Regions from separate parts of the Mus musculus genome. Here all the other regions are linked to region 5. The links are chromatin contacts, called in public HiCAR-type, HiChIP or PLAC-seq and promoter capture Hi-C maps. All regions are on one chromosome and are shown on one strand. Each heading gives the region's core, a stretch centred on a gene start, on an enhancer-like site or on the middle of the called end of the contact. The rest is flanking DNA. Distances are from core to core; before and after follow the strand shown. Region 1 holds the start of Mgst1 (microsomal glutathione S-transferase 1). Region 2 holds the start of Strap (serine/threonine kinase receptor associated protein). Region 3 holds the start of Lmo3 (LIM domain only 3). Region 4 holds the start of Dera (deoxyribose-phosphate aldolase (putative)). Region 5 holds the start of Aebp2 (AE binding protein 2). Region 6 holds the start of Sult6b2 (sulfotransferase family 6B, member 2). Region 7 holds the start of C2cd5 (C2 calcium-dependent domain containing 5).

The links. Promoter capture Hi-C pulls out the DNA fragments that hold promoters and counts their contacts. HiCAR-type assays count read pairs that join an accessible place to other places. HiChIP or PLAC-seq counts read pairs in DNA pulled down with a chosen protein or histone mark. Capture Hi-C pulls out chosen DNA fragments and counts their contacts.
Region 1: a promoter capture Hi-C map of 3T3-L1-derived adipocytes shows a contact between it and region 5, with 10 times the contacts expected there. The contact joins the promoter of Mgst1 here to the promoter of Aebp2 in region 5. A contact is called at or near these places in 2 of 39 promoter capture datasets (the 3T3-L1 cell line and 3T3-L1-derived adipocytes) and 1 of 115 datasets of contacts at active chromatin or transcription factors (large pre-B cells).
Region 2: a contact with region 5 is called in a promoter capture Hi-C map of liver, with 4 times the contacts expected there. The contact joins the promoter of Strap here to the promoter of Aebp2 in region 5. A contact is called at or near these places in 3 of 39 promoter capture datasets (cranial neural crest, hippocampal neurons and pre-B cells), 4 of 115 datasets of contacts at active chromatin or transcription factors (embryonic forebrain, embryonic stem cells, extraembryonic endoderm stem cells and 1 more) and 2 of 9 other capture datasets (adipose tissue and liver).
Region 3: a contact with region 5 is called in a HiCAR-type map of astrocytes, with 5 times the contacts expected there. The contact joins the promoter of Lmo3 here to the promoter of Aebp2 in region 5. A contact is called at or near these places in 1 of 39 promoter capture datasets (hippocampal neurons) and 1 of 115 datasets of contacts at active chromatin or transcription factors (astrocytes).
Region 4: a contact with region 5 is called in a promoter capture Hi-C map of pre-B cells. The contact joins the promoter of Dera here to the promoter of Aebp2 in region 5. A contact is called at or near these places in 2 of 39 promoter capture datasets (hippocampal neurons and pre-B cells), 1 of 484 Hi-C or Micro-C datasets (B cells) and 2 of 115 datasets of contacts at active chromatin or transcription factors (astrocytes and bone marrow-derived dendritic cells).
Region 6: a contact with region 5 is called in an H3K27ac HiChIP or PLAC-seq map of bone marrow-derived dendritic cells, with 13 times the contacts expected there. The contact joins the promoter of Sult6b2 here to the promoter of Aebp2 in region 5. A contact is called at or near these places in 2 of 39 promoter capture datasets (the 3T3-L1 cell line and pre-B cells), 3 of 115 datasets of contacts at active chromatin or transcription factors (bone marrow-derived dendritic cells, embryonic stem cells and thymic regulatory T cells) and 1 of 9 other capture datasets (liver).
Region 7: an H3K27ac HiChIP or PLAC-seq map of embryonic stem cells shows a contact between it and region 5, with 6 times the contacts expected there. The contact joins the promoter of C2cd5 here to the promoter of Aebp2 in region 5. A contact is called at or near these places in 2 of 39 promoter capture datasets (embryonic stem cells and pre-B cells), 4 of 115 datasets of contacts at active chromatin or transcription factors (embryonic stem cells and large pre-B cells) and 2 of 9 other capture datasets (adipose tissue and liver).

The regions. Positions count from the first base shown.
Region 1 is chr6:138,138,533-138,142,712 of GRCm38.p6, reverse strand. It overlaps Mgst1 (microsomal glutathione S-transferase 1), which reads right to left and starts at 2,186. Exons shown (of 4, transcript NM_019946.5): 1 at 2,107-2,186.
Region 2 is chr6:137,733,767-137,737,553 of GRCm38.p6, reverse strand. Strap (serine/threonine kinase receptor associated protein) reads right to left here and starts at 2,472. Exons shown (of 10, transcript NM_011499.3): 1 at 2,088-2,472; 2 at 1,089-1,224. The coding sequence starts at 2,199.
Region 3 is chr6:138,420,756-138,424,701 of GRCm38.p6, reverse strand. Lmo3 (LIM domain only 3) reads left to right here and starts at 1,672. Exons shown (of 4, transcript NM_001356306.1): 1 at 1,672-2,261. A830011K09Rik (RIKEN cDNA A830011K09 gene) reads right to left here and starts at 1,597. Exons shown (of 4, transcript NR_126073.1): 1 at 1,337-1,597.
Region 4 is chr6:137,753,052-137,757,089 of GRCm38.p6, reverse strand. It overlaps Dera (deoxyribose-phosphate aldolase (putative)), which reads right to left and starts at 2,513. Exons shown (of 9, transcript NM_172733.1): 1 at 2,452-2,513. The coding sequence starts at 2,482.
Region 5 is chr6:140,621,618-140,625,711 of GRCm38.p6, reverse strand. Aebp2 (AE binding protein 2) reads right to left here and starts at 2,210. Exons shown (of 8, transcript NM_001005605.2): 1 at 1,368-2,210. The coding sequence starts at 2,017.
Region 6 is chr6:142,802,776-142,806,667 of GRCm38.p6, reverse strand. Sult6b2 (sulfotransferase family 6B, member 2) reads left to right here and starts at 2,202. Exons shown (of 6, transcript NM_001145390.1): 1 at 2,202-2,422. The coding sequence starts at 2,278.
Region 7 is chr6:143,097,976-143,102,329 of GRCm38.p6, reverse strand. C2cd5 (C2 calcium-dependent domain containing 5) reads left to right here and starts at 2,178. Exons shown (of 29, transcript NM_001362113.1): 1 at 2,178-2,397; 2 at 2,534-2,652. The coding sequence starts at 2,563.

The sequences.
Region 1 (4,180 bases), core at 937-3,436, 2.5 Mb after region 5:
TCTGCGCCAACCTACTCTCTCTGGATTACTCTGTAAGCCAACATAGAGGCACCTTCTACGCTGCTTCCTGGCATGGCAGCATCAAAAGCCTTCCCTTGAGAACCTTTTATCGTCTATATATTGAGTGTGTACATGTGATCGTTTGAGATCGAGTCTCACAATGTAGCCCAGATTAGCCTCAAACTCACTGCATGCCTACCCCAGCCTCTCAAGGGCTAGGGTTCCAAGCCTACATCCTCACATCCAGTTTCTTGACTTCATGTGCTGTTCATCACTAGCATAGCGACCTGCCTGAGAAGCCAAGGAAGAACACTGAGTCCCAAGGCAGCAGGACAAAAGCCATGGAAGGACAGCGGAGGGGTGCTAGGGGCAACTGGGGCAGAAAGGAGGTAAAATAGAGGTGAGAAAGACAATAAGAGCCAAAGGTAGAAACTCCGATGCTGAACTCAGAAACTCCAGAGTTGCTCAATGTCTAGACTCCCTACTCCAAGCCCAGGAGCTAGAACATCAACCCTGCCAAGGCTGATGAGCCTCTTACCCTCAACCCTAAGGGGACCAGAACTTGAGGCCTGTAGAAGATGCAGCAGTAGAGGGTACTACCTACAGTTTGCTATGACCTCATCGCAGCCGGAAGCTGCGGATAACAAAAGTGGCCAAGTGTCAAGTCTCAGGTTCTGATGGCTAAACCTTTCTCTCAAGATCCTAAAACAGTGGGGTTCTGTTTTCCAAAGTGTTTGTAGCTCAGTGCCTGGCCTGCTAGTCCACCCTCTAAGCCCTAGGCCCTCCCTCTCCCGGGACAATCACCATCACACAAGGGTCTCTTCACCTACCCAGGATGCCTGTCAGGAGAGAGCAAAGGGATGCCCACCAGTTGACTGAAAACAGCTTGGGATGAAAGACTCCGACACAGAAACCATTTTCTTCTACTTTGAAGGAAAGAAGCTTGAGTAGGGTATAAATAAGGCCAGGTGGTACAATGGAGACTGGAGACCCCACCTGCCTGTCTCTGGAGCCCTGTCATCGCCGACCTGTATAGTTCCTGGACTCACAATTCCATTCTAGGAATTGTGGGGTGCTGTTTTCTCATTTCCTGGAAGCTTCTCCTGTAACTCCTGTTGTCATATTTTGCCCCAGTGCTATCTGCAGTTGAGAAATACTCCTCTTTCTCCTCATGGGCCCTCAGCCAAGAAAAAGCAAAGTTCTTTTCTTCTCAAAACTGTTTGCCCTATCTGCATCAGTATTGTGAAACTTGGAAAATCTGGGCACACAGCCACAAGGCCATGACTCTTCAATTTTCAATGGATCGAAAGCAGCAAACACATTTGTTGTGAGGACAGAAAAGAGGGCTGCAACAGAGGAAGAACAGAAATACACACATGATCAGAGTCCCAGGCACCTTCCCTACAGCCTCAGTGGGGCCAGACTACAGTGGCCACAGGGGAGGGCGGCTCTGGGGAGTAGCTGCCCAAGGGCTGCGCCCTCAGGTCTTTGGTCATCAGGCTACAGTCACAACAGAGCACGCTCTGCTGCTCTGCTAAGTCTGTAAGTCATATGATATCAAAAGTACCAGTGTAAAGACTTGTAGAGATTTCTCTTGCCTACCACAGGAGAATCTAGAAAAGCAAACAACTTTTCAACAAGTTGAAAGGCCTGCATGTCCAAGTCACCCGGGACACTGTAGGGTTTTACTCCCTGGGAAAGGACAGAAGTTGCTGAAACCGCAGTGACTTCTCATCTTGTTACAACTTGCATGTATTTTTTTTCCCCTCCCCTCAAGATCAAGAGACCCTTTCAAAGGGAATGCTACTTGGGCTTGAAAATAAGAAATAAGAAAACCATCTCTTAAACATGAAAAGACTCGTGCTCCCAAGTTTCTTCTTGGAGTTTGAGAAAGGAAAACTTAATGCAGGAACAGAAAAGCACAATTCTCATTTAGAGCGGGCCACAAAAATGGGGGCGGGGGGTGGTCATTTAAACAACTAAAGGGAACAAAGGCTTTTCAAACAGGCACAGCCACTCTCTAGCCTTACACCTGCCACCCACCGGCCCCTTGCACCCACCCACTCCTAGCCTGGGAGCAGCACCGTGGCCGTGCGCAGCACCCACCTGAATCCAGGGAGAAGGGCTGCAAGTTGTCCTGCCGAGCCTGTGCACTTCTGGGACTTTTCACCAACAGGACCCGCGCTGGCACCGCCCTTTTTCAGGCTATTTTTCTATTAATCACCCCGCCTCCTGACCGTGCCAAGCCCCGCCTTCGGAGCTTGCCAAATCCCACCCCTGAATCGCCCCGAAACTGCTGTGGCTGGTGAGGGTCTTTCTCTGCTAAGGATCTTGGCAGTTCTGTTCCGGCTCCGGAAGAAGGGAAGCAAGGAAGGGGTTGCTAACTTTTATGTCGCTGGAAACAAAAAGACCTTAGTGTTGAATTTGGAAAACCTAAAAAGAAAATGTTTTAAGGAAATGTAAATCTCGGGGGAGGGGCTCTATTGCTGTGAATACCTTCAGGGTGCAAAGTGAAACCTGCGAAATTATGAGTCTGTTAGGCAACTAACTTGTTTCACAGTGACTTAGGAAAGTGTTGCAAGGGGGCAGGGTCGTTAGGGCAACATCAAAGCTATTGCACATCACAGAGCCCCACAGTAATGGCCAAGCTCCAGCTCTGAGAGCTCTAAGGTTGATAAGTTCCCATCTGCAACATTTCACTCGGGAACTTTACCAGTTTACACCTGTGCCCCACATTGCTCTGAGAATCAATCAGTCTTTCTCTTTTCTTTTCTTTTCTTTCCTTTTCTTTTCTTTTCTTTTCTTTTCTTTTCTTTTCCTTTCTTTTCTTTTCTTCCCTCCCTCCCTCCCTCCCTCCCTTCTGTCCTCCTCCCTCCTGTCCTCCTTCCCTCTCTCTCTCTCTTTCTTTCTTCCTTTCTTTCTATTCCTTCCTTTCTTTTACACGATTATTCTCTTTTTTATTTCTTCATTTTCCTCCTCTTCGTCTTCTTCCTCCTCCTTCTTCAGTATGAACCACTTAATTTTCTGAGTTTTAGCTGGGTGCCTCTTTGGTTTGGTTTTATTTGTCGTTTTAGAGAGGATTTTGTTACTTAGCCCTGTCTGGAACGCGTGGTACACACTAGTCTGTACACAAACTTATGACCATTCCTGCCTCAGCCCCCAAGGGCTAAGATTTTTCTCACCAGGACCCACTCTGATTCTGACTTTCAAGATTCAGTAGACAGTTCTATTTTATATCCCTTCCAAAAACTAAAAGGAATTAAGAAGCAATGTGCTGACCCAAGCTGAAGTCAGTCAGTCCTGAAGATGGTTTCTTTAAAGGCATGATTGGTAGAACATCTGAAAAGAGTGTTTGGTCGACCTTTTCATTTCAGTTGAAAACATTGTTCAGTTCCTCTCTGGGGCCACACCAGAACACTGAGTGCAGTGGAGCAGAGCTTTCTGAATTTCCTTGAGAGCGGTTAGTACTGCAAGGACTTAAAGAGCTCTTCATTTACACCAAGGAAGACAGCACAAATCCTGAAGGCAAGATTACACAGAAAGGTGCACAAAAATTCTTAACTCTTATCTTCGGAAAGCCAGTGGGAAAACAAGGGCACACTTTTACAAAGAGCATCTCAGTCATCTAATGATCTCATTGAACTTTGTCCAAACTATCGGCTAGTTAATCAATACATAAAGGGTTTCTGCTGTAACGCCCTACTAATTATTGACCATCTGGTAAATGTGATTTTACGTGTGCATATAGCAGAAAGATCTGTTGCTGTCTTTAGTATAATATGAGCATTTGCTTGTAATAGATTTAATTCAGCAAACACTTTAGTGAATGCAAGATACTTGGTTTGATGATGAAGTTTAAAGCTAAAGGGGGGCTATACCCCAGCGTTGTGGGTGCAAGCACAGCTTTTCCCTTCCTCTTGCATCCTCGGTGTGCTTTAGATGACTGAAAAGGATAAGTATTATTGTTTAGCTTGTCTTAGTTTGAGTAAAAAGGATTCCAATTTTTAACCTTTCTCCTTATCACCCTTTTAACCCTAAGGGGGGAAAAAATCTCTCAGAGAAACTCCCTCCAAACTTTAAGACAAATAGTCCTCTGGTAACTAGAAAAACAGTGTGTGTGTGTGTGTGTGTGTGTGTGTGTGTGTGTGTGTGTGCCTGTGTGTGTCTGTGTGTGCCTGTG
Region 2 (3,787 bases), core at 1,223-3,722, 2.9 Mb after region 5:
GATGCTTTTGTAGGCACACAAGCTGACAACCTGAACCAGAGCCCTCAACCCATACCCCCAAAATTGTCTTGACTTCCTCCACACAAACCCACACACACACAAGAGTAAATTAAAGTTACCTGCATTGATTTAAAAGCACACACAGGTTAGTAACTATACATCAAAAAGTATATAAAATATGACACATGCCTCAATGATTAAAGAGAATCATGTCAGTTTGATAATAGATGCAAAACCCAAAGTAAAAACAGGGAAAGTGTATTATGGCAATGGTTTAGTCCATCTCAGACTGTATCAAAAGACAAAGTGAACTGAGATGAGACGATGTATCCATTACTACAGTGACTGAAGACTCTGTATGTGTGTGTGTGTGTGTGTGTGTGTGTGTGTGTGTGTGTGTGTGTTCCAAAACTCAAGCCTGGCCAGTGTGATCCAGACCACCCTCCTGCCTGCTAAAGACAGTCTCTTGGCTGCCTTCTGATCATTTTGGCTCTTCCAGCACCAATTCTGCCTGCATGCTGCCATGCTTCCCACTATGATGATAATGACCTGAACTCTGAAACTGGAAGCCAGCCCCAGCTAAATCTCTAAGAGTTACCTTTACCTTGGTCATGTTGTACCTTCACAATAATAAAACCCAACTAAGAAAATGAGGATCTAATGAAAATTAAGAATCTTTCAGACAGCCATCTTTAAAACCATAGAAAACAGAAAGTAAATTTGAGGTCCGGTTTTAGATTATCTAGAGCCAGTAATAAAGCTGAGTGAAAAGGTGCCTGGAGACATCACTGTATAGCACTCACTAAGTGTTCAAGACTATCTGTGAAGGACATCAGCAGCACCCATTGTCCAAGCTGTATAGCTCACCACGTTCCTGGTCTCGATGAGAGAGACATCAGTCCTTGAAACATCTCAAGTCACAAGGATGCTCAGAGAGCCAGGACAGAATCGTGGTGAGATCAAACACCATGTACTGTCTATAGCATCCTCGGAGTCAGAACCTCATGTCTAACTGTGAAGTTGGAGAATCTGGCCATGTCACCACAAAATTCAAACAGAATGAAGTTAGCCATTTTTGTTACACTTACGCTGTGAAGTCTGCAGCTGCTGTCGCAGCTTTGGTGGCATCCTTATTCAATGTTGCACCCCAAACAGCACCTTTATGACCCAAAAATGTTCCAATCCAGTCTCCTGTATCTCCCTGGCGGAGCATGGGCTTGCCATCTAGAAAATATTTTCAGACATCTGTGATTTAGAAGCATGCAACGTAATACCAAATCCTGAGCAGCAAACTACTGGAAAACCGTTGTTCTGACTGCTCCCCCCTACTCCCATTAAGCCGTGGGGGCGTGGGGGAGGGTGTCCCCATCCTGGTCTGTGCATATGGTCTCAGTGACCTAGGGACTAAGGAGTTGTAGCCACTCTTCCTGGGAAGCATAAGCAATTTTGGGACCGAATGAGAGGCCTCCCTCATCACCTTTGCAAACTCGGATTACAAAGCAACTATAAAGACCTGGGAAACGCTCTTCCACAAGACCTGATTCCGATTCCCAGCGCCCACACGGAGGCTGACAACAGCCTCTAACTCCGGCTCTGGACAATCTGATGCCTTCCTCTTGGGGCACCCCTTCACACAGGTACAAGCATGCATAGAGACAACACAGGCACACATAAATAAAAACTTCTGAAAAACCGTGGGCTGGATGCCAGTGACATGCGGTGTCAAAACGATCTAGATAGCCGCTTTTTACTTTGGACCACATAAACCTAACGTACACTTTCGTCGGGGAAAAAAAAAAATGAGGCTCACACCACAAAGGATGAAACAATGAGTGAGAGGACATAAAGGGCACTCCTCTCGGCCTGGCCTAATTTCTTCTTCCCGTAAATCCTTGGCAAACACAATGTAGTTGTGTGGGTAGAAAGGCGAGGTGTTGGGGAGCACTAACAACGGTGGGGAGGAGGGACGCATAAAGCCCGGCCAGGGGCGACCCTCTAGTCCCAGCAGCGCGATGGCTGTCGCTGGCAGCCACGACCCACCCACCCGTCGGCACTCGGGAGCCGCGGCCGTCGCGGGCTCAGCTCACCTTTGCAAGCGCTGATCAGAAAGTAGCCGTAAGGCGTGATGCCGCTGAAGGCCAAATCCACCACGGGCCGCGTGTGGCCCGAGCAAGTGAGCGGCGTCTGCCTCATGGCCATGGCGGCGGCGAGCGCGGTGACGCGGAGCGGGGACCGAGGGTCGCGGTCGTCCTCCTTCTCTGCCGCGGCGCCTCAGGCTGCTTGAGGCCCCCGCACTCACGCCGAAGGAGGCCGGCTCCAGAGTCCCCGCGACTCGCGGCCGCCAAGGGAGGGACAGGGAGGGAGGGAGGAGGGGAGGGGAGCGCCGGAGAGCCGGCCTGCCGCCACTCACGGTCCCTACCGGTAGCGGCAGGACGTGACGTCGCCCGACGCGTCGCGTCAGCCGGAAGTGACGACTGGCGGGAAGGCGGTAGTTCCCAGCAGCAGCGCGAGAAGCAGTGTGCGCAGGCGCGAGCTCGGAGACCGAACCCATGCTGCTCTGACGACGTCAAGCGCGCGGCGTCCCGTTGCTACCCAGTGTTGGGAGCCGCCGAGTCCGTCCCTTGTAGGATGCTGTTGTAGAGTTGTAACCTTCTCATTGCTAAGCTACAGACACACTTTTCCATAATCATCTCACATCTAACTGCCTACCCAGTAGCAACCATTCTGTCGCTCTCCTTCCCACCCCCCTCCCGGCATACACCGTCACAACTCACAAACAGTAATGACTTCCCTAATAGAGTGGTTATGCTAACAACATTTATATCCTGGTGACAGATAAGTGACTGGCGTTTAGTGGATGGCCAGCAAATGCTTATTTGCAAGTGGGAAATATTCACTTAGTGCTCAGCAAGGATCCGTGACAACCTAACTGATAAGGGCTCTTTCAGTGGCTCTAGCAACTATCACTGCGGCTGGGGAGGGAGAGACCCCAGTCTACTGGGCTAAAGTTCTTGCCATGTAAGCATGAAGTGTGATACCCAGTACCGACAAAAAAAAAAAAAAAGCTATACATGGTGTGATACATGCTTGGAATGCAGCACTGAAAAGATACCAATCCCTGCCAGCCAGCATAGCAATCAGTGAGTTCCAAGTATGAGTGAAAAACATCTCAAAAACAAAAGAGTGTAGATGCATCTGGACCAGTGAGCCATTCTTCACTGAGAGGCTCCTGAGAGGAGGGACCGAACGGATCAGAAATAAAGAAGACAGGAAAGTTGGGGTCAGGAGGTTTTCCCTAAAACTATGTCTTATGCTAAGCTAATTTATTAAGATGTACAGCATCTTATATACTGTTTGTATGGGGAAAATGGAACAGAAAAACCTATCATACAGTGGGACGAAGTCATCAGAAAGCTAACCAAGCAGTGTTGCACAAAAGGAACACAGAATACTTCATGTGTGCCACAGACCAAGCACACACTGGCCTGGGACTGACTACTCCAGTCTCTTTAGGAGGAAAAGTCACGTTCTCACAGACTGAAATCTTAACTCTGGGGGGCCTGGTTCCAGACTTTGCTATGTCTGACCCTGGTCAAAGGCATAGAGTTGGTATCCCCTTTCCCCTTTCTGAAAGCCTCTTGTATCAGCCTGGAACCTAACAGTGAATGGCTCCTGGGGCTCCTAAGACTGACTTCTGCCTACCACACATGCACACACTACTTTTAAAGTGCATATCAAGCATATGTTGGCATTATAATAGACACTGTAGAAGTGACACAAATCCTCT
Region 3 (3,946 bases), core at 423-2,922, 2.2 Mb after region 5:
GGAGCTGTGTGGATGTGTGTGTGTGTGTGTGTGTGTGTGTGTGTGTGTGTGTGCGTGCGCGCACGCCTGAGTACTAGGGCCAGGAAAAGCCAAAACTTAAGAAGTCTGCTTATAGACTGAACAGCTGAAGGGGTTCTCAGTAATCTTCCTGTCTGTGAATTTCGGTATTTTTCAGGTTAGTTCTGAGTTTTGTTGTCTTTGAAAGGGAGAAGAAAGCAAGCCACCTACTATTTTCTTAGGAGCCTTCTGAAGGTTGGGATTAAAAAATAAATTAGACCGGCTATGCCAGGACTTTGGATATAGGGAAGCATAATTTAACATAAATATTCAAGGGGGACTGCTTTAGTGTGTGTGTGTGTGTGTGTGTGTGTGTATATATATATATGTATATATATATATATATATAATTTGATAGATCGGATAGATAGATAGATAGATAGATAGATAGATAGATAGATATTAAAATTGATGTTACAGAAGTAGCAAAGTTTTTCTGTATTGTTTGAAGGGTGTTTTGTGGGTAGTGTTTTTTTGGGGTGGGTGGGTAGTTCAACAATTGATCCTGTCTTGGCACTGAGAGCATCACATCCAGTGTCATTCAAACTGGCACTATTTTTAAGCTTAACCTTTTGACAAGGCTTTGTGAGAGATGCTGAGAGGACCTTGATAGAGACACCAAAGTGGGCGATAGCTGAAGTTTAAAAACTTAGAAAAAGGAGATGGTTTAAAGCTACCAGTGACCTATAGAGCATCGGAGTGCAGGGAAGAGGTTAAGAGTAATGGGAAAAATTTAGAGGCAAAAATAAAAGGATGTACCCAGGCCTTAAAATAAGTGTATGAAGGCAGGGTGTAGGTGGGCAAGTGGCCAGGGGACCGGCTTAGTCCTGGAAGTCTGGCTCAGCTTCCTGGGGACTAACACTGAAGCAGGTTTCAAAGTCAAGTATTCACCTATCTGTAGTAAGTGTGTTTCAGTGGCCACTTTGGGTTCAGCACCTGGTATGGGGTACAAGTTCACAGTCTGACTCCTGGGGCCATTCGAGAGAGAGGAAAGGGTGTGTGGCACTGCCTGGCCTGAGTTTACATGACAAGGCATTCTGCACAGGGACTTCAGAGAGTTTCTAAACAGAATTCATAGCCCTGGAAACTGCAGACACCCCCAGACATTTACTAAAAGGAGGGCTGTGCAGTTTTCCAGTGTTCCCTGGTAGCACTTTGATTCCTTGGCTTTTATTTTAACTTCCTCCACTGGCACTGTCAGTAACAGATTTAGAGGGCAATTTGCTTTCATAGTCCCCATCCTATTCCAAAATGCCCCCGTTATTTTAGGAAGCCCTACCCTTCTCCTTTGGAGCTCTTTTGCAGTTCTTCTTGTGGGCGAGTCCTGGAGGTAGGGTCCTTCCAGAGTCCAGTCCTGCAGAGGTCACATTCTCTGTGTGATAGGCATGGGTGGGAGGGGATGTCCCCAGCGTTTGTCAGTAGCATATGCAATGGGTTGTGCTGACTGCACTCCCAGGCTTGTCAATTTTCACCCTGGGAAATTAGCAACAAAGCCTGGATCTGTCTCGTGGCTGCTTTTGCACTTTCCGAGGGCGGCTGTACTTGACTGAGCTGCGGAACAGACAGCAGAGACACAGCGAGAGAGAGAGAGAGAGAGAGAGAGAGAGAGAGAGAGAGAGAGAGAGAGAGAGAGAGAGAGAGAGAGCTCAAGCAAGCTAGCGAGCAAGGGAGCCAGCTAGAGGGAGGGAGAGAAGGAAGAGAGAGAAGAGGGAGGGGTGGGGGCGAGAGGTAAATACTCTTAAATCGGAAGGGAGCTGCCTTCACTGTGGATCTGACAGGCGCTGCCTGGGCTCCGAGGCGCTGTAATAACTGGGTGACCTTTTCTTGGGCTGTATTATGTCTGGCTGGGAAGGGATTGCATTTTGCGGCTGAGAGCCAGGGCTTCCTTCAGCTCGGGCTCCTCGCACACTGCTGGGGTAAGTTGTCAGGAGCCAGGACCAAGAGAGACATCCCCCGGACTGCAGTTGCCTAAAAGAAGGACACCTGTGGCTCGCATGCGGTCCACACTGGTACTTGGCGGATCCTGGAGGACCTCATTATTTTAAACTTAAAAAAATATATAGAGAGAGATTCTACCCCCCGGTTTTTTTTTTTCCTTTTTTTTTTTCAAACAATGTTTCTTTTTGACCTTTCCCAAGGAGAAGCGCTACCAAGCAGCCGCTGGGCTCATTGAACACCCTCCCCTGTATCGCTTAATTGAGAAGGTAAGTCAGGGGTTGTGTACTCACGCGTCGGCTTATTTGTGCTGTGTATGTCTGCTGGTGCGCGCGTGCGTGTGCGGATGTTGGGTGGCTTTTTTTTCTTCTTCTTCCCCATCCTCTCCCAAGAAGGCATAAAGTAAAGCTGCACCCGAACCATCCCCACCACCACTGCAACTTTCACCGGGCTGCAGGTCTGCAGAGAGGGTTTTGTGTTTGTTTGGTTCTGTTTAAATCATGGGAGGCATCATTATTTTTGTGATGAGACATGAAATAGATGTGGGGCGGAAGACGTGGATGCCGGAGGAAGAGAGTGGAGCGCGCGGCTGCAGCGCGACGCAACATCTCAAGTAGGAGTCTAGTGCATAATAGACAAAGTTCATTGGGAGCTGCAACATTCGCACACCCTGACTCTGGAAGAGGGGTTGGGACAGTTTGCAAAGGTTGGGGGCGGGGTGTTGCTACCAGGCTAAGGGAAGTGATATCAGTCTTGGGTATTTTCCCAGACCTTTCTACACCTGCTTGATGAAATGTATGCCTGCCACCCCCAAGAAAGAGTTGAAATTACAACCTTGTTTTTGTCTACACCCCTGCTTCTCCCAATGCAACCTTAATATCAAAACACTGCTTCTGTGTGTTGCAAAAGTGACTGTGTCGTGTTCAGTGGACATAGGTTCCTTGTACCCAAGTGTCTGCATCTTAACAGGGAGAGAGAGAGAGAGAGAGAGAGAGAGAGAGAGAGAGAGAGAGAGAGAGAGAGAGAGAGAGATTCAGCACATTTTAACCGGGGCTACTCAGATTGCTGTTATGAAACACAAGTCAGATTTATGATCTTTTTCATACCGAACACGATATGCTATGCTAACACTGCGTGTGACGGTTTAATCAAATCCATTTGTTACTAGGAAGCTAAAAGGGGCCGCTGGGATTTTAGGATTACAGGCAGAGTGAGGGAAGCATGTGGCTTTGTCATTCGCCATCATTTTACACGCTCCCTCGTCCCTTCCCCCACTGCCTGCCTCCCTAGCCACTAGACCCCAGCTCCCAAAGTGGCTTCACAATAGTGGATCCTGGGCCCTGCATGCTGCTCACCAGATCCACGCTTGGGCCCCAGATCCGAGTGATTCCCTTTTCTACTCTCTGCCTCCGGGCTTGGTGCTCCATGCGAAGCTGCAGCGACTCAGGCACGCCTCAGTCAACTCATGCAGAAACAAGAGAAAAGTTTTGGTAAGGTTACCTTCTATCACAGAGGCACTTTCTCGGGCCGCTAGGCACTCGTGGCTAGCTCCACAGACTGCCCGTTCTTCTCCTGAGGAAGATATGAAATAATATTGTTGCTGCTGCTTTTAAAGACTGCTGCTTTCGACCAATTAATCTCGCTAGGTGCCAAAAATCCTGGTACATTCTTTGCAAAACCACCCCTGCGTGGCTGCAAAGACACAGCCACAAAAGGTTGGATCATAAACTCCGCAAGGAGATTCTTTGTTAGAGTGTATGTATGTTTCTTATTTTTTTTTTTTTATTTTGCATGTGAGCTGCATCAAAATTGAACCCAGTCTTGCAAATCTCTTGTTGGCCTTTGCCAAGCACTAGCACTTTGCTGCCATGGTAACTGTAATTAAACTGATAAGAGTGGGGAAATGTCAGTATCTCTGAGCCTTGCAGCTGCATTGGAGAAAAAGGGAATCAAA
Region 4 (4,038 bases), core at 1,264-3,763, 2.9 Mb after region 5:
GGGGAACTGAAGAAAAAAAAACATGTTTATGGACATTTTAAGGAAAGGTCTAGAACATGTTGGTTGACAGACCCTGGAGGGATTAACAAACAACCAGCATGGTGGTTTCCTGAGTGTGCTCCAGAACCACCCAGACCCAGACGGTTGGACATCCACGTTCTGCTATTACAATCAGAGCATCCCTGTCTGGAAAGCCTCTTTTACACATCCCCTGCTGGGAGAAACTTTCCTTGCAGAGTTCTCATCCTAAAAATCAAGTTCAGGGCCAGCCAGATGGCTCAGTGGGCAAAGACAATTACTGCCACACTTAGACATCCTGAATTTGAATCTTGGCTGTCAAAAGGTAGAAGGTGAGATAACTGTGAAAGCTGCCCTCTGATCTCCAGAGGTGTGCATGCGCGTATTCCCACCCCCAGCACTAACACACACACACACACAAAGTAGACAAATACATTTGATTTTTAAAAGCTGTCTTAAAGGCTGATGAGATAGATGTCTCAGCAGTCAAGAGCTCTTCCAGAGGCCCTGAGTTCAACTCCCACATGGCAGCCATAGACCATCTGAAATCCAATCCCAGGGGATTGGATGCCCTCTTCTGGCCTCAACAGGCATTGCACGTGTAATGGTAAACAGACCGTGTACAGGCAAAATCTCACACATAAAATAAAAATAAAATGAAAAAAATTGTAAATAACAATGACTAATGAATTCTACAATCTCCCTGGTGATAACTGCATTTTCCTAAAAATTTTTTAATACAAATGTGTTTAAATAACGCTAATTTCTTTTTAAAAAGTAGTACTCATTAAAAACATTAAGATGTCTTTAATCAGCAAAAAACCACAAAACTCATCAATTAAAGCAATGTTGAAATTAATACAGAACAATTTTTTTCATAGTACATATATAATTCACGTGATTTACTTTAGCAGATTAGATTACAGCTGTGTCACGCCTAAGGATTAATACCACAGCACACAAAAACTCTTGCAATCTATGTGATTATAACAAGAACAGTAAGGAAAATATAATCTATACATGGAGGTGTGAGTGCACATTAACTATTACTCTAAATAGCAGCTGTTAATGTCTACACTGTTACTTTGCAACACGGGAAAGGTAGTGTTTTGATGGCTTTTTAAGAAAGCTCTTTCTATATAGTCCAGGCTAACCTGACACACAACTGATGCTGGGGTTACAGGTGTGTGCAATAGCACCCAGCCCAGGACTTACACTTTAAGAAAGTAAAAATGGCCGGACAGTGGTGGCGTACGCCTTTAATCCCAGCACTTGGGAGGCAGAGGCAGGTGGATTTCTGAGTTCCAGGCCAGCCTGGTCTATAGAGTGAGTTCCAGGACAGTGTAGAGCTACACAGAGAAACCTAGGGGCTGGGGGCGGGGGGGGGGGGGGGGAGTAAAATTGGCTTAATTGCATCTCCTGAAAGGAAAATTTGAAACTTTAAAAGAGCTGTTGGGGGGGGGGGGGAATTATGTTACATCCTCGACCTTGTACAAAGATGCAGACTAGCTTCATCTTCAGCCCTTAGTCCATCTTCCAGGGTCACTGCTAAAGTTTACACTGCAGGGATAAAGTGTAAGGCTCTGTTGGAGAGAGGGACTAAAGTGCCATTAACCTGGTACAGAGACTACCTGTCAAGCATGCAATTCTAAACACTTCTAAAGTCTAGACTGGCAAGTCCCTTCTGAAAAGAGTAACCCTGTGTATCACTCACAGCCACTCAAAATCAGTCCCTATGAAAAGAACTTAGTGCGCTCATTATCGTTGCTTATTCAACACTAAGTGCAGAGAAATATACCAGCGGCTCCAAGTATCCCCTCCTCACACTATCCAAACCACCTTCAGACAGAAGTAGCTTCCTAATAAATAACTACTTTACAGATGCCGGTATATAAGCACAGAGTGAGTAATTTACCCAAAATCACACACCTAAGAGGGTCCAGGATACAAAGCAAACAATCTATTATGCAAAGTTAAGTCATTGACATTTGGCTCAGTCACGTTTTTGCTACGTTTGAATTACAGACTTTTAATTTTTTTTCCCAGAAATATCTGAACTAGTATCAATAAGGTGAAAAATAGTTTTAAAAAGAACATTTTGTCTAAGCATTTAAAATCATTTTTAGCAGACGGCGATGACCACCAGCACAGCCAACTTTGGGAATGGCTACGTGAGTCCGGCAGTAAATGAATGGCACACAAGTACCCGGCAGGCTTTTCACTCGGGTTGGTTTACTGCGACCACAGAGCTACATAGTGCAAAGATCTAATTAACCCTTCCTTGCTTCCGCTTAAAGGGTTAAGACTGCATAGAGCCTGGCGACAGGGCTGTCCCCGAGTTCTGCCTCAGTTCAGGTCTCCGCCCTCCGGGGATCGCCCTGGGCACCCCCACCCCCAACCTGGCGAAGGGGAGCGCAACCCGCTGGCCCTTACCGAGCTCTGTGCCCCGGCAGTGAGCAGCCATTGTGGCCACCGCTGAAAGCCAACCCTTGCTCCAGGTCGCCACACGGGCCTGGCCTTCCTCCTTCCTGTCAAGTCCCCGCCCAGAGCCACGCCCCTTTTGCAACGCCCTACCAAAGCCACGCCTCTTCGGTCCTGTACCACTTAAACTTTTCTCCAGCTCCTGGGCTTGGAGCCCAGCCAGGTCATCACCCTACCTGTTCCCTGTCTTTCCAGGTCAGGCCTGTGACTTGAGCATTCCCCAGCTCCAGAAGTCTCCCAGACCATTTTTAAATGCTTACATGGCCAATTGAACTAGACAGAATCAGACTTAGGAACTTTAGCTGTAGGATCATGTGAGTGGCAGGACTGGATTCTTTCTTGCATGAGCGGAGCAATGTAGTCTTGGACCCGAATTGTGGGTAGTGTTCCAGAGCCCTCAGGGGACAGCCAAGGTAGTCTAGGAGCTAGAACGCGCTGTAATTTCTAGTCTGGACTCAGTGAAAGAGCAGCTAGGACATAAGCTTAGGAAGACTCGGTTTCTTATTTTTGTTTTTTTTTTTTTTAAGATTTATTTTATGTATATGAGTACACTGTAGCTGTCTTCAGACACACCAAAAGAGGGCATTAGATCGCCATTACAGATGGTTGTGAGCCACCATGTGGTTGCTGAGAATTGAACGTAGGATTTCTGGAAGAGCAGTCAGTGCTCTTACCGCTGAGCATCTCTCCAGCCCTTTCGTTTTGTTTTTAAGACAGTTTGCTTTGTAATCACGGTTGGACAAGAGGTTGCTGTGTTGAATCTCCTGCCCCAGACCCCAGATCCCCATTGCTGGGATTACAGGCAGATGCTACATTCAATAAAAGGTCCAGCTTCTTTCATTTAGAAAATATAGTATTTTCATTTTTGTGTCTACACACATATGTGTGCATAGCACATGTGTTCAGGTATGTGCAAAGGCCAGGCCAGGCCACTCTGGACCAAGAGTTAGTCAGGAGCTGGGAACCATACTTAAGTGTTAAGAAGCGCAAGCACTCTCAACTGCTCAGTTCCCTCTTCAGGCCTGAAAAGAATTTTTTTAACTTAGTTCTGTGAATAATTGAGTATGTAACCTAGGACACACTACTGGCCTTAGTTCTGTGAATAATTGAGCATGTAACCTAGGACACACTACTGGCCTTTGTGAACTTCATTTTCCTTATCTGTAAGAAAGGATCGCGACAATTTCTTTGCTTTCTAAAGTTGAGATTCAGTGATGATTTTTCTCAGCCTGGTTTCTCTGAATTACTCCAGGTTCACAGTCTAGGGGGTGAGCCACTGTATCTGTACTCACATGGACCATCTCTGCTGAGCTACAAGTTTGTCTGAACTACAAGTTTCTCTAGTGAATCAATTGCTCTAGTTCTTTCATCTCAGGAAAGTCCTGCCAGAGATGTACATATACCCAGAGACTCAAATTTTGAGAATTAAGCAGCAATCTGGTAAACAGGTCTCTAATGAGCTCAAACTATTTGTAATTCAATTCTTAGTGACTAGAAGGTTCTAGGACATAAGTCTACTTACTGCAAAACTGGGTGATC
Region 5 (4,094 bases), core at 961-3,460:
TTATAAATTCTAATCTTCAAAAACTAGCAGGTGGTCAAAAGTAAATGCTAATGTACCTTAGGAACATTAAGCATGAGGTTCTTTGGATTAAAAATCAACTTCGATTATGAAATTTTACAATCAAAAATTAGAGCAGCAACCAAAACATACATTTCTTAAATGTACTATCTAGAACAGTGGCAATTACTCCAGATACCTCCCCATACATGACTGCAAAAAAAAAGTCACCACGGGGGATGTGACTCCCACATCTTAGTACCACTGTATATATAATGGTGCTTTTGTAAGCCACAGTCTACTTTTTTAAACCTGCACGCCTGTATCTTGTGACTCCCAATTATTTCCGATTCAGCAAAGCAACTGTAAAGGACATCAATTCAAATCTACTGTTCCTTTCCACAATGCTCTTTCTGTGTTTTAAACTTGGTCCCTCAGATTTGATGACCAAAACTCAAATCCCCTGAGATGATATAACTGACAGATGTGAGGGATCTGAGAAGCAGAGATTACACATAACGGACCAGCAGTTCTTTTTAAAAGTAAAGCAAAGCCAGGGGTGGGGGTCTCCTCCCTGCACAAGTTAGTTCTGTGAGTTCCAGGAGACCAGCCATATTGGAAAACACTTGTCAATTGCAGTTCTGACAAGTGTTCCCGAACACCGATGCACGAAGCTAACCTTGTGTACCGAGGTGTACATCAAGGGCCTCTGGAGCTCGGCTGGGGCGTCTGGGCCATTTTGGGGGGGCTGTCTCCGGGACAGAGTCGTCCTTCGATCCGAAAGGAGAACCGCGCGCCGAGGAAAGGAGGGTGGGGAAAGGAGAGTTGAGGGGGGATGGTGAGGAGTTGGAAGCCGCTCAGCGGCAAGAGGGGCGCGGCGGCCGCCCGGGATTTCCAAGTTGAGATCTGGGGGGGAGGGGCTGAGAATCAGGGGGCGGGAGATCCCGGAGAGAAAGTCCCCAGGTCTGGGGTCCCAGAGTCTGGGGCAGGGGAGATTCCGGCGAAGCCGTTCCCAAGGTGGGCAGGCGGGCGGGGCAGGGAAGGAGAAGCAAGAAACGGAAAGGACTGCGGCGAGAAAGTCCCCTCGGTCCCCTCGGCGGAGCCCGGGAATCTACAGAGCAAGGGATCGCTGCTAGAAGGGTCCCCCCCGCCCCCCGCCCCGCGCTGGGCCAAAGGGTCCAGGAGATGGGAGGGGATCGGGCAAGGAAGTCAGCTCAATGGAGTCCAAGAGGAGTCCCCTAGGTCCCCTCTGTGGGGTCCGGGAGGAGTCCCCTAGACGGGATCCACGCAGAGTCCCCTCGAATCAGGAAGAAGTCCCCTGAGTCCCCCTCGTCGAGGTCCGGGAAGGGTCCCCTTGGCGGCGCACTGACCTGTCCTCCGAGTCCATGCGGCTCAGCGGCTCCCCGTCGGACGACATCTCCAGGCTGCCCCGCCGGCCCCCGGAGGTCGCGCTGCTCCCGCCTCCCCCGGTGCCGTAGCCCTCGTCGCCGCCGCTCGACACCACGCTACTGCTGCTGCTACCGCCACCGCTGCTGCCCGGGCCGCCCGGGCCGCCCCGCGGTCCCTTGGGCTCCTCCAGGCCCTCCTTCCCGTCCCCATCGCCGCTGCTGCTGCTCGCCGCGCCCGGGCTCAGCGAGCGCGTCTCGTCGCCGCTGCAGCCGCCGCTGCTGCTGCCCACCAGGCTCTCGGCGCTGCTCTCCTCCTCCGCGCCGCCGCTGCTGCTGCCCTCGTCCTCGTCGTCCTCCTCGTCCTCGTCCTCGTCCCCGCCCGCCTGGCTGGCGCTCTCGGGGCTCGGCTCCGACATGGTCTCCGCCTCGCCGCCCCCCGCGCCGCCGCCCGCTCCCCCGTTCAACAGCAGCGCGGCCACCGCCTCTGCCTCCGCCTCCTCGTCATCCTCCTCCTCCTCTTCCTCCGGCGGCTCGGCCCGGCCGCGCGCCGCGGGCCCGGGGCTGCCGGGGGACAGCGGGCTGAGGCGGGAGAGCTCCTCCAGGTCGGCCATGTCGGCGAGCGCGGCGGCCATGGCGGCGCCTGCTGCTCCTCCGCCTCCTCTCGCCGCCGCCTCCTCGCCCCCGCCACCCCCCGCTCCGCGCCCGCACGCCCCAAACTCCGCGCGGCCGCCGCAGAGCGGGAGGAGGGCCCGCGGGGCTGCGTCAGGCTGCACACGCGCTACGGAGCCCGCGCGGGGACACGCGCCGGAACGCGCGCACTCACGCGGAGGAGGCAGCGCGCCTGCGCGCCGCGGCGGCCCCGCCCCTCCAGAGTTTCTTTGGGCCTTCCCACGCCTTCCCGCTCCGGGCGGAGGCGGGACGAGCCCTCGAAACCCGAAGTCGGTGGGGATTTTCACAGCCCTGGACTTCTACAGAGAGAAGGAGAAGCATCGGCTCAGAGAGAGAGAGAGAGAGAGAGAGAGAGAGAGAGAGAGAGAGAGAGAGAGTGTGTGTGTGTGGTTTGCGGGGGAGGTGGTGTCCTGTAGAAGGAAGCCGTAAGTGGAGCAAGTGTCTGGCCGTCTGAGCGCTTGCCATACTCAAAAGACAGGTCTCAGACATGTGCAGAAAGTTCGATAAATCGGTTTTTTTTTGTTTTTTGTTTTTGAAGCGCCGAGCCGATGTCCACACCGCGGAGGCAGAGGCTTGACTCGCAAGCCAGGCTTGCTTACCTGTCCCGATGTCCCAATGACCCAAGGAGGGCAGCTCAGACGAGGCGGGCGTTGCTTTGGCTCGAGATCCTCGCAGGTTTTAAGTCCTGGAGCTTCTAATAAAATCTGGGGTGACACTTGTAGGCAGGCTGAGTTCTTGGGGTGTAGCGCTGGCCGTTGAGGGCTCTAACCGCTCTTCCAGAGGAGCCGGCGGTCGGTTTGCAGCACCCACAAGGCGGCTCACAACTGTCTAATCCCAGCAGCTCTGACCACATCTCCCGGCCTCCCTCCCAGTCTGGTGGGTGGTGCACACAGGTACCTCACCTAAAAGGCACACCTTTAACCCCAGCCCTAGGGTGGCCGAGGCAGGAGGGTCTCCGAGATTCCGAGGCCAGCCTGATCTATATAGCGAGTTCCAGGCCAAACTGAAATCCTGCCTCACAAAAAGGGAGGGTGTGAAGAAGAAAGCAGGGAAGAGGTTACTACTCCTACTAATGAAAGGCTCCTCCCTATCCCCAGGCAAGAGTCAAACCTTCCCTTTACAGCTAGGGAAGCATTGCATCTTCCTGAACTTCTCGGTAAGGGAATGCTTTGTAAATAAGCTTTTTGTAAAATAAAGACCTGGAGTTTATGAGGAAGGCTGGTGAGCAGCCCACATCACACCCTGACTCCGGGGCACATCTGATGCTCTGGAGTGGGGAAGCAGTCTCAGAGAGCATTCCCTCATTCATTCTTAGTAGATCTTCACACACAAAGAGAGAGAGAGAGAGAGATCCCCCAGGTGGAGTATTTTCATGTTTCTAGAATTCACTGCCCTAATTTAAAAAATAAACATAATAAAAGAAACAACATGTAGTATGAGGCTAGAAGGGATTGTTGCAACTTTGAGGCCAACTAGTGTGGGCCACAAGGAAACCGCCCCACAAATATCTTAGTGTACAGTTGCAGCCTTAACCTTTGGATACATACTATCACACGTAATGTTCCCCCAGTGGAAGGAAACATCCTCAAAAAAAAAAAAAAAAAAAAAAGAAAAGAAAAGAAAAAAGAAAAAGAAAAGAAAAGTTTCCTCAAGGAAAAGCAAAAATTAAAATGATAATATACAATGTAGCTACACTGGCAGGCGTTAACCTCAAACTCTAACTTTCAGAGTCATTCTTGCAGATAGATCAGGAATGTGTTGTCATCCTGGATTGTAGACTGAGGATCACCAAACTGGACTGGAATAAAGCATGACTCAGTGTATGTGGCAGCTGCTCTAAGGCACATTAGAAATTAGGACTGACCTAGCAGAGGAAATTCAAATCTTTTTATCTCCCCCCACCTTCTAAGAATATTATGCAAATATTCTAATCCTCCCCACCCTGTAAACCTTTGTTTAAATAAAGGCCCATGGCTCTATTCTAGAAACTTGGTGGCCTGGAGCCTTGACCTTTTTCTCCTTGGACCCTCTTCCTCAGTT
Region 6 (3,892 bases), core at 953-3,452, 2.2 Mb before region 5:
AAACTGCCAAGGGAGGAAAACGATCAATAGTCCTACCCAGCTGTAATGAGCAGAAACCACAGGACTAGCATGGCAAGATATCCCTAAAGCTGCAAAGGCGGCACTTCCCCTTGATGATAACCAACATCTGGCTAGCAAAGGCAGCACTTCCCCTTGATGATAACCAACAGCTGGCTAGTTGGACTTAAAGCCCATTCAACAGGCAGGAAATCATCTGATACTAGAAATTTACTCAACTACCCAGAACTAATGAGGTCATGGGTCTTAAAGAGGAAACTCCACCCATTACATAATTCTTTACTGCATCTGAAATACTTGTTCCCGTATCCACAGGTGAGTGTAGCTCTCACCGGTTGTCAAAGGGCTTGTGTTCCCAACAGATGGAGACTGTTGCAGAAACCATTGTTGGTCAAAATAGGGAGAACAAGAGACCACAGGGTGCTCAGCACAGGCGAGTACATCTAGCACACAGCCCCTGCACCCAAGGCTCAGAGGCCATCGAGAAAGAGAGAAGAGTGCATGATCTGCATCGAGAAAGAGAGAAGAGTGCATGATCTGAGCAGGAGGTCTGATGTGAGATTGTACTTTCTAGCCATCCTAGGGAAACTGAACACATGCAAATCTCAACAGTATGGCTGCCTAAACAAGACCTGAACGACTCTGCATCAGTTGATACCCCAGTGCAGATGGTGGAAATCTCATGGGCCTTCCCCCTTGATAAAGAACTATGAGTGTTTAACAAGGGGTTGAGGGGTTGGGGGGGGGGGGGAGGGAGTTAGTCTTTTTGAGCCCTGATGATTGGTTCTTCAATACCGAGTGATTGCTTAGTCCTAGAAACATGTTCATGCAAGCAACACTGTCAGTACTGAGTCATGTTGTACTGAGTACTGACTGTACATTTATTCATTTATGTTTATGTGTATATATAACAACAAAGTTAAAGAAGAGGAGAGTGTGAATTTTGGAGGGGAGGACCTACAAGGGGTAGGAGGGAGGAGGGGGAGGGGAGAAATGACTTAAAATAATTATATTTTAATTACGTAAAAATAAGTATCTAAAAGGGAGCCAATGGGTAGTTATGCAAAAATTAGCTATCAAAAATTAATCCTGCCAATAGTTTTATTTTTAAAAAGGACCTTGAATTTCCAATCCTCCTGCCTCCACCTGCTGGGTGCTGGGATTGTAGATCTGTACCACTATACATTGTGTCTGTGTGGCTGGGCATCCATTCCTGGCTTCCTACATGCTACGTAGCTGCACCAAGTGAGCAGCCCACCCTCAAGCTCTGCTTTCTGTTGGCTTGTCCTAGAACACAGCAAGCCAGGACACTTCATTGCTGTCCTCCGTTCATGTGTTTATTCTATTAGTGCATTCTCTGTCATCTCCTGTGTATATGATCTGTTACTATGTATATGTTTCTGTTACTGCCATGGGCATCTTTCTTCTTCAGATATTTTCCCTACAGTATAACCTCTATTTTTGACACTCGATTAAAATTTTGTCCATTTCTTCATTAATGTTCCTTCCATTGTCAGACAAGCCAAATTTTCAACTGAGTTTCATTGAAATAACTGAGCATTTCTTTACTATATCTAATTGAATCTGGAATATTGTAATATTACCAACCAAGACTAAAATTGAGTGAGATAAGAATTAACTTCCTTCTCTCTACAGATTCCTGTTTGCATGTGTTCTCAGGAAATCTCTTTTTAGTGTGGTATTCTGACTATCACTGTATTTCTTCTAAACTACAGCTCATAAAGGCTGTCGCAAGAGTATTTCCCAATTCCTGGAGACATTCTTATTTCCCTGTTGCTGTGTCCCCTCAAACTTTAAATACTGACTACTTCCTATACTGTAGAAACCCAATTTTCTTAATTACTTTCAGTGACATAATTCATTGTAGTGACTAAAGACTTTACCTATTTAGGACAAAGGATTTGATAGTGGTACAATCTTAACACAGTGATTACTCCTGGCTGCCTGGTAGTTTTCTATGCAAATGAGCCTGAACTGAGTGGAAGGACACATTTTGTAACCTGTGTTATCAGAAAAATTCAGATAACATGACTTTTATAATAGACATTGGCTCAGTTGTGGTTTAAAAATTATTCTTCTAGAGAGCTGCAAAAGGTATATATAGACACATGGAATATCAGCTTGGAGATACCAAGATTCCTCTGCCACTCTGCTGAGGTTGTGACCAAGGGCCAGGTTTGTCTGTGGCTTGTGGAGGGACTGTGCTGACTATACAGCCTCTAATAGGGTCAGTGGAAGATGTCATGCCAGAGTCAGCCAAGTCTCCTCCATAAGTACATGGGCATCTTCTTCTCTACCATGTCTTCAGAAGAACTCCTTGGTTCCTTGGACTCTTTTGATGCTAGAGAAGATGACATATTTCTGGTTTCCTACCCAAAATCTGGTGAGTTTCCCCCTAAAATGTACTAAAAGATACAGAGATGCAACAGTAAGAGGTATAGAAACATTGTTTCCATTTACTTAGTGTTCTATAAGATACAGAGATGCAACAGTAAGAGGTAGAAACATTGTTTCCATTTACTTAGTGTTCTATAAGATACAGAGATGCAACAGTAAGAGGTAGAAACATTGTTTCCATTTACTTAGTGTTCTATAAGATACAGAGATGCAACAGTAAGAGGTAGAAACATTGTTTCCATTTACTTAGTGTTCTATAAGATACAGAGATGCAACAGTAAGAGGTAGAAACATTGTTTCCATTTACTTAGTGTTCTATAAGATACAGAGAAGCAACAGTAATGGAAACATTGTTTTTGTTTCCATCTCAGACATTTTTTGGGGGTGGGGGGATGACTTTCAAGGATTTAGATTTCTTACTTTAAAAAGACTCAAGTGAAATGATTGAAGCTCTGCTAAAGTTTTCCTCTTCATTTGATTTATGAAGGTGCACAAATGTTGATATATCATATGAAATAAGCAAAATAGCTATGTGATAGATTCCCATTGTATCTTGCCCAGATCGTCCTGATGACTAAACAACCTTTGCTCAGCTCATACTTAATTGTCTATAACTTTTTTCATCTACACTAATAAGAGCCGTAAATACTTTCCCTGCTAAAGTTTTACTTCAGAATCGATTCGTACAGAGTTGTACACCCATGGGTGTCATTGAGTAAGTAATGCCACTCTGTACTTTCTTGGACTTAGTTCTATGATAATTTTGTTTGTTATGTAACATCCAGTTGCCTGCTACAATTTCCTTAGTAGTGGTCACATAGAGACGGTGGCTACAGTTAAGGTGTTCAACAACGAGCAGCCACGTCCAGTCAGTTATGCAGTGTAGTCACCAGTTAGATCGGGTCATCAGTGTGGGAAGAAGCAAAGTGCACAAAGGTCAGGGGTTTTGAGAACACACACACACACACACACACACACACACACACACACACACACACTCTGCTCAATTTCAATCCCAGAGAATCTGATGCCCTCTTCTGTAGACAGCAGGCACTCACAAGATACACACACACACACACATCTGCAGGCAAAACACTCCCACTAATAAAATAAATAAATCTAAGAAAGAAAGACCTTTGTAAAGTACACTTAACATGAAACTTAGAAAGCAAGACAGAGTATTTATTGTTCAGCCATGAAGTTGTTCATGTTACACATCACTGAAATCACAATGAAATAAGACACTAGCCGGATTTAACCTCCTTGAGGCTATAGTCTTCAATTAACAAAATGCCTCCCCCACCCCCACCCCCAAGCTTCAGCTTCTCTGCTGCAAAGTTGGGCTACAGCTATCATTTGCTTCAGCAAAGTGTGGAGTTGTATTCTCTGCTGGGTGTGGGGGAGGGATGCTCAGGGAAGAGCACTTGTGTAGCATGAAAGGAAAACAGGGTTCGGT
Region 7 (4,354 bases), core at 929-3,428, 2.5 Mb before region 5:
AAGCTATCTCTATCCCGCCATCCGTATAATAAGGCAGCTCTGGTCTTCGGGCACCATTGCTAGTGGGTGACTGACAAACTGAAGGACTTTTGCAAATTTCTTTTCTGGTGGGGAGGGAGCTGCAGGGACAGACGGTTTCTCACTGTGTAACTCTGACCTAAGTGGAACTTGCAATGTAGACCAGACTGGCTTTGAACTCAGAGATCTACCTTCCTCTGCCTTTCTGGGGCTGGGAATTAAAGACACGTGTCACTATTTTCAGCTCTTTCTAACTGGAGCGATGGGAAAGGGATTTCAACATCTCTATCCCCCTTTCCAAAGATCTGAGGCAGGGGCTTGATCTCTGTGTATCCCAAAGGATGAAGTTCAGGTTGTGTGAGGACACTTAAAAGGTCAGCTGATTGGCAAGACAGTCCAGGTTTACAGGAAATGTCATCCACAATTGACAGCAGAAAAGGCCAGCGGCCCACATGTCCGTGTGGGCATTTACCTCAGCAAGGAGTTTATCATCAGACCAAAAACTGCAAAGACTACCGCCAAGCAGGATGAGGAACAGTTGAGAAGATGCAGAGAGAACAATCTTAGATATAGATTTCATTAAAAAATGGTTTATTAAATAAAATGGTTCAGTGAAGGGGAAAACAATGTAAAGAACATGGACTGATTTGTAGTAGACCCTTGAATTCAGCAAGGATAGTTTAGGTGCTTAGGAAAAAGCTACAGGTGGGTCCAAGGAAATTATGTGAGATTGTGATCTTATTGTTACTGACAAGGATGGAAATTTCTCTAGTCCAAACAGTATGCAACAATGTATCTTTTACTTATTCTTTTTCTTCTTTTGAGCAGGACATTTTCTTTGGAAGAATTCAGTTTTGCCCATGGGCAAAATTCCTTTCTCAGGAGGACTCTTTTTGAAAGGGCGTTTCTGGTTCATTACCACTTCAAGTAATTTTTCTATCCTGTTTTAGTATTTTTGAAGTTAAAAAGACCATGCTGATATCTTCATTTAGGAATTTTCCATTCCTGATAAATTCAGTGCTGTGATTTTTTTCCCACTGGCATTTTCAGTGTTGATTTCAGTATTTACTACAGAGTGTATTGCCAATGCTGGGTTTGCCATAGTGTAGGAAGTGCTCTTGTTCCATCCTGTGTGTGGGCTTCAACCCCAATCATTTTCTGATAGTCTGAAGCAGTATCTAATACCCCACTTTGACAGGCTCATGATGTATCTAGAGTGGGGTCAATTTACAGAGACCTAGTGAGGTCTTCTTCGGGCTCATTTCTCACACTGACTACATGTACCGCTGGAGGTTCGTTTCTTGCTGACTTTTAGCCAGCACTGTAGACCTTTCCTTTAGGCGTGTGAATGCTTAATACTTAGAGAGCTGGATGTGCAGGCACAAACCCATCACCTTAGCACTTGTGACAATACACCAGGAAGACTGCCACATTCAAAGCCAGCCTGGGCTGCATACCAAGGAGAGGCCAGCAGGCAAGATGTTGCCTCAAAAAAGAAAGTTCACACTGACACACAAAGTTCACACTGACATAAGGAAGTGTGAAGTGCCATCTATAACCCAGTACACAGTACAATTGCCTGTGACTGAAATAAGTCTTTGAAGAAATAATATTTATTTTCACTAGCTGAGATGCGTGTGTGTAATTTTTTGTCCCTTTTCCTTTTTTTTTTTTTTTTTTTTTTTTTTTTTTTTTTTTTTTTCTTTTTTGAGCCAAACTTTTCGTCTGTTGCCCAGGCTGGCTAAGAACTCGATGCAATCCTCCTGCCTCCACTTTCCAAGTTCTGGGTTGACAGGTGTGCGTCCCCACACCTGACTCTAACCAGAGGATTCTTACTGAAATTCATAGAAAACCACTACTCGCATCAGTACCCCTTCCTGGTGGCCGTCTCAGGAAACACTAAAAGTAGACTCCTCTAGTATGCTTGGCAGCAGCAGTCTGTCCAAGGGCCAACAAAATGAAGCGCGGCTGGGTTGTCACCAGCGCCGGGTGCCCAGAGCGCTGGAGCGTGTCCTCAGCACGGCTCCTGCACCTAACCGACCCGAGGCTGGGTAGATGATGCAGGGCTCGACCGGTTCCCCTGCTCTCCAGCTCAGCCCCGCCCCTCTCCCATGGCCCCGCGAATTCAAATCGGCCCCGCCGCAGGGCAGAGCACCGAGAGATCGATCGCTCCCGCCCCTCGAGCCGCCATTTTTGGAAGGTGGGAGGAGAAAGGTGGGTGGGCGCGGTGCCTGCTTTGCGGGATGCTGACTGGACTTGGCGGCTCTCTGCAGCACGTCAGGGGTAGGGCAGCACGGCTGGCCGGCGCCCTTCCTCCGGCTGCTTCTCCGGAATGAGGCCTCGGTGGCCGCGCGGGACGACTCGGTTCCTGCTCAGAGCGTGAGTGCGGCGCGCGCGCCCTCCGCTGTCAGTTGGCGCGCGCTCCCGACGCCTCTCCGCGCGCCCCCGCGCCCCCCCCCCCCGGGCTCGCGCTCGCTCGCTCGCTCGGCGCAGACTCGCTTGTTTGTTTCTGCAGGAATCCTAGGAGAGGCCGAAGCCGCCGTGATGCCGGGGAAGCTGAAGGTGAAAATTGTGGCCGGTCGCCATTTGCCGGTGATGGACCGTGCCAGTGACCTGACGGATGCCTTCGTGGAGGTTGGTTCCTGGTCCTGCCCCCCAGAGCACGGGGCGCCGAGCCCTGCCCTTCCCGCGGTCCCCGGCTCCGTGGAGGGATGCCCGCCCGCCCCCAGCCCGTGAGATGTGGCCATCGGTCCTGGACACGTCCCGCTGCCAAGCTCGCGGTCAGGGCGTCGGTCCGACCACCTGCCGGTCCGAGGCGTGGCAGCGGAGACGCTCGCCACGACCTCGTTTGCGGTTAGGAGGTTAAGGGCCATTGCTGCAGCAAGTCCACGCAGCCAGCCCTCTGGGGACACCCACAGCCCCACGGTGCGACTACATCCAACCCGTACCCCAACACCGTCTGAATCATCAGTGCAAGTCACACACAACAGCAGCACTAAAGCTGCCCTTGTGTAGACTGGTAGGGAGGTGAGCTGTTTCAGGGTAATTTATTGCCTCGAGGTAGGAAGTCAATTAAGTGCCATGGGTTTCAATTGCAAAATTGCTCTTTAAGTCTAATGATTAGTTTAAAAGTCATGCAAATTAGCACAGGCCTACTGTCCGGAAGTTAATAACTCACAACCTGAAAGAAGCCAAGGAGAAATTGTAATAAAAGTTGACATAATGAGGCAGACCATTAGAGCAATAATCATTTGGGCTATTAATGCTTAGGGTTCAAAGACATATGACAGTATACTTATACTCAATATATTCTTAAACGTTCCAGAACCTAATTAACTGCAATTCACTGTATTTTTTATTTTATTTATTTTTATGGCATTTGTTGAGTTCAACTTCATCTTTTATTGAAACAAACAAACACAAACCAAACTAACCCCCCCCCCCCAAAAAAAAAAACAAAAAACAAAAAACAAAACCCAAAGCAGTTTGCTCCTGGGCCAGATGTCAACAGAGATCTAATGATAACTGAAGTTGTACTGCCTTTCAGGCAGCCTGGAGAGTAATCCACACAGCTGATATTAATATCTAATATGTATTGAGCTTCATTATTGAGATATTTGTGTTTTGTACTTTTGAATCCTTAGTTTTTACAGCAAAGCTAACTAGGAGCCATATCCTCATCTTACAGGTTAGGCAGTGGATTCCTAGGGGCAGAAATAATGTGCTTCGATGATCTACCTTGTAAATCTCCACAGCCTAGCAGCAGTCTCTTCTATTATAACTTTCCCACCTCTCTAGACAAGGTGCTGAATGTTATTTTTGAATGATGGTTGTTTGCTAGGCCCTGTGCTATTCTGGTTTAGTTGATGTATGTATAATGATGAACAAGGTGAATTTGGTTTCTGATTTTAAGGAACTTTTGTTTTGGTGACTAAGACATTTTAAAAGTACAGAATTTACGAAGTAGATAATGCAAATTAGGAAAAAATTGTTATGGGTGCCATAAAAAAATGCACTAGAAAGTGGTAAAGATCACCATTTTTAGGTTGTGAGGTCAGTGTCAAGCAACGCCTGTTGGATGAGAGACATTAGCTCCTGAGAGCCTGTAGCCTGTGTCTGTGTAAAAGGGTGAGGAGGCAGAGGAGAAGCTGGAGGAGGCTGGTGTGTTACAGGAGTGTAGGAGCATGCAGGTGATGTCTTTTAGTGACGGGAAGGGGAGTAGTCAGAGCCACATTTGGGGAAATGATCAAGTGAGGTAGATGGTGAGAAGATTGGTGTGGACTACGGAATGGGATGTCTCCCGTGGGTAAGAATTTCCCATGGGAAGACAGTTGTG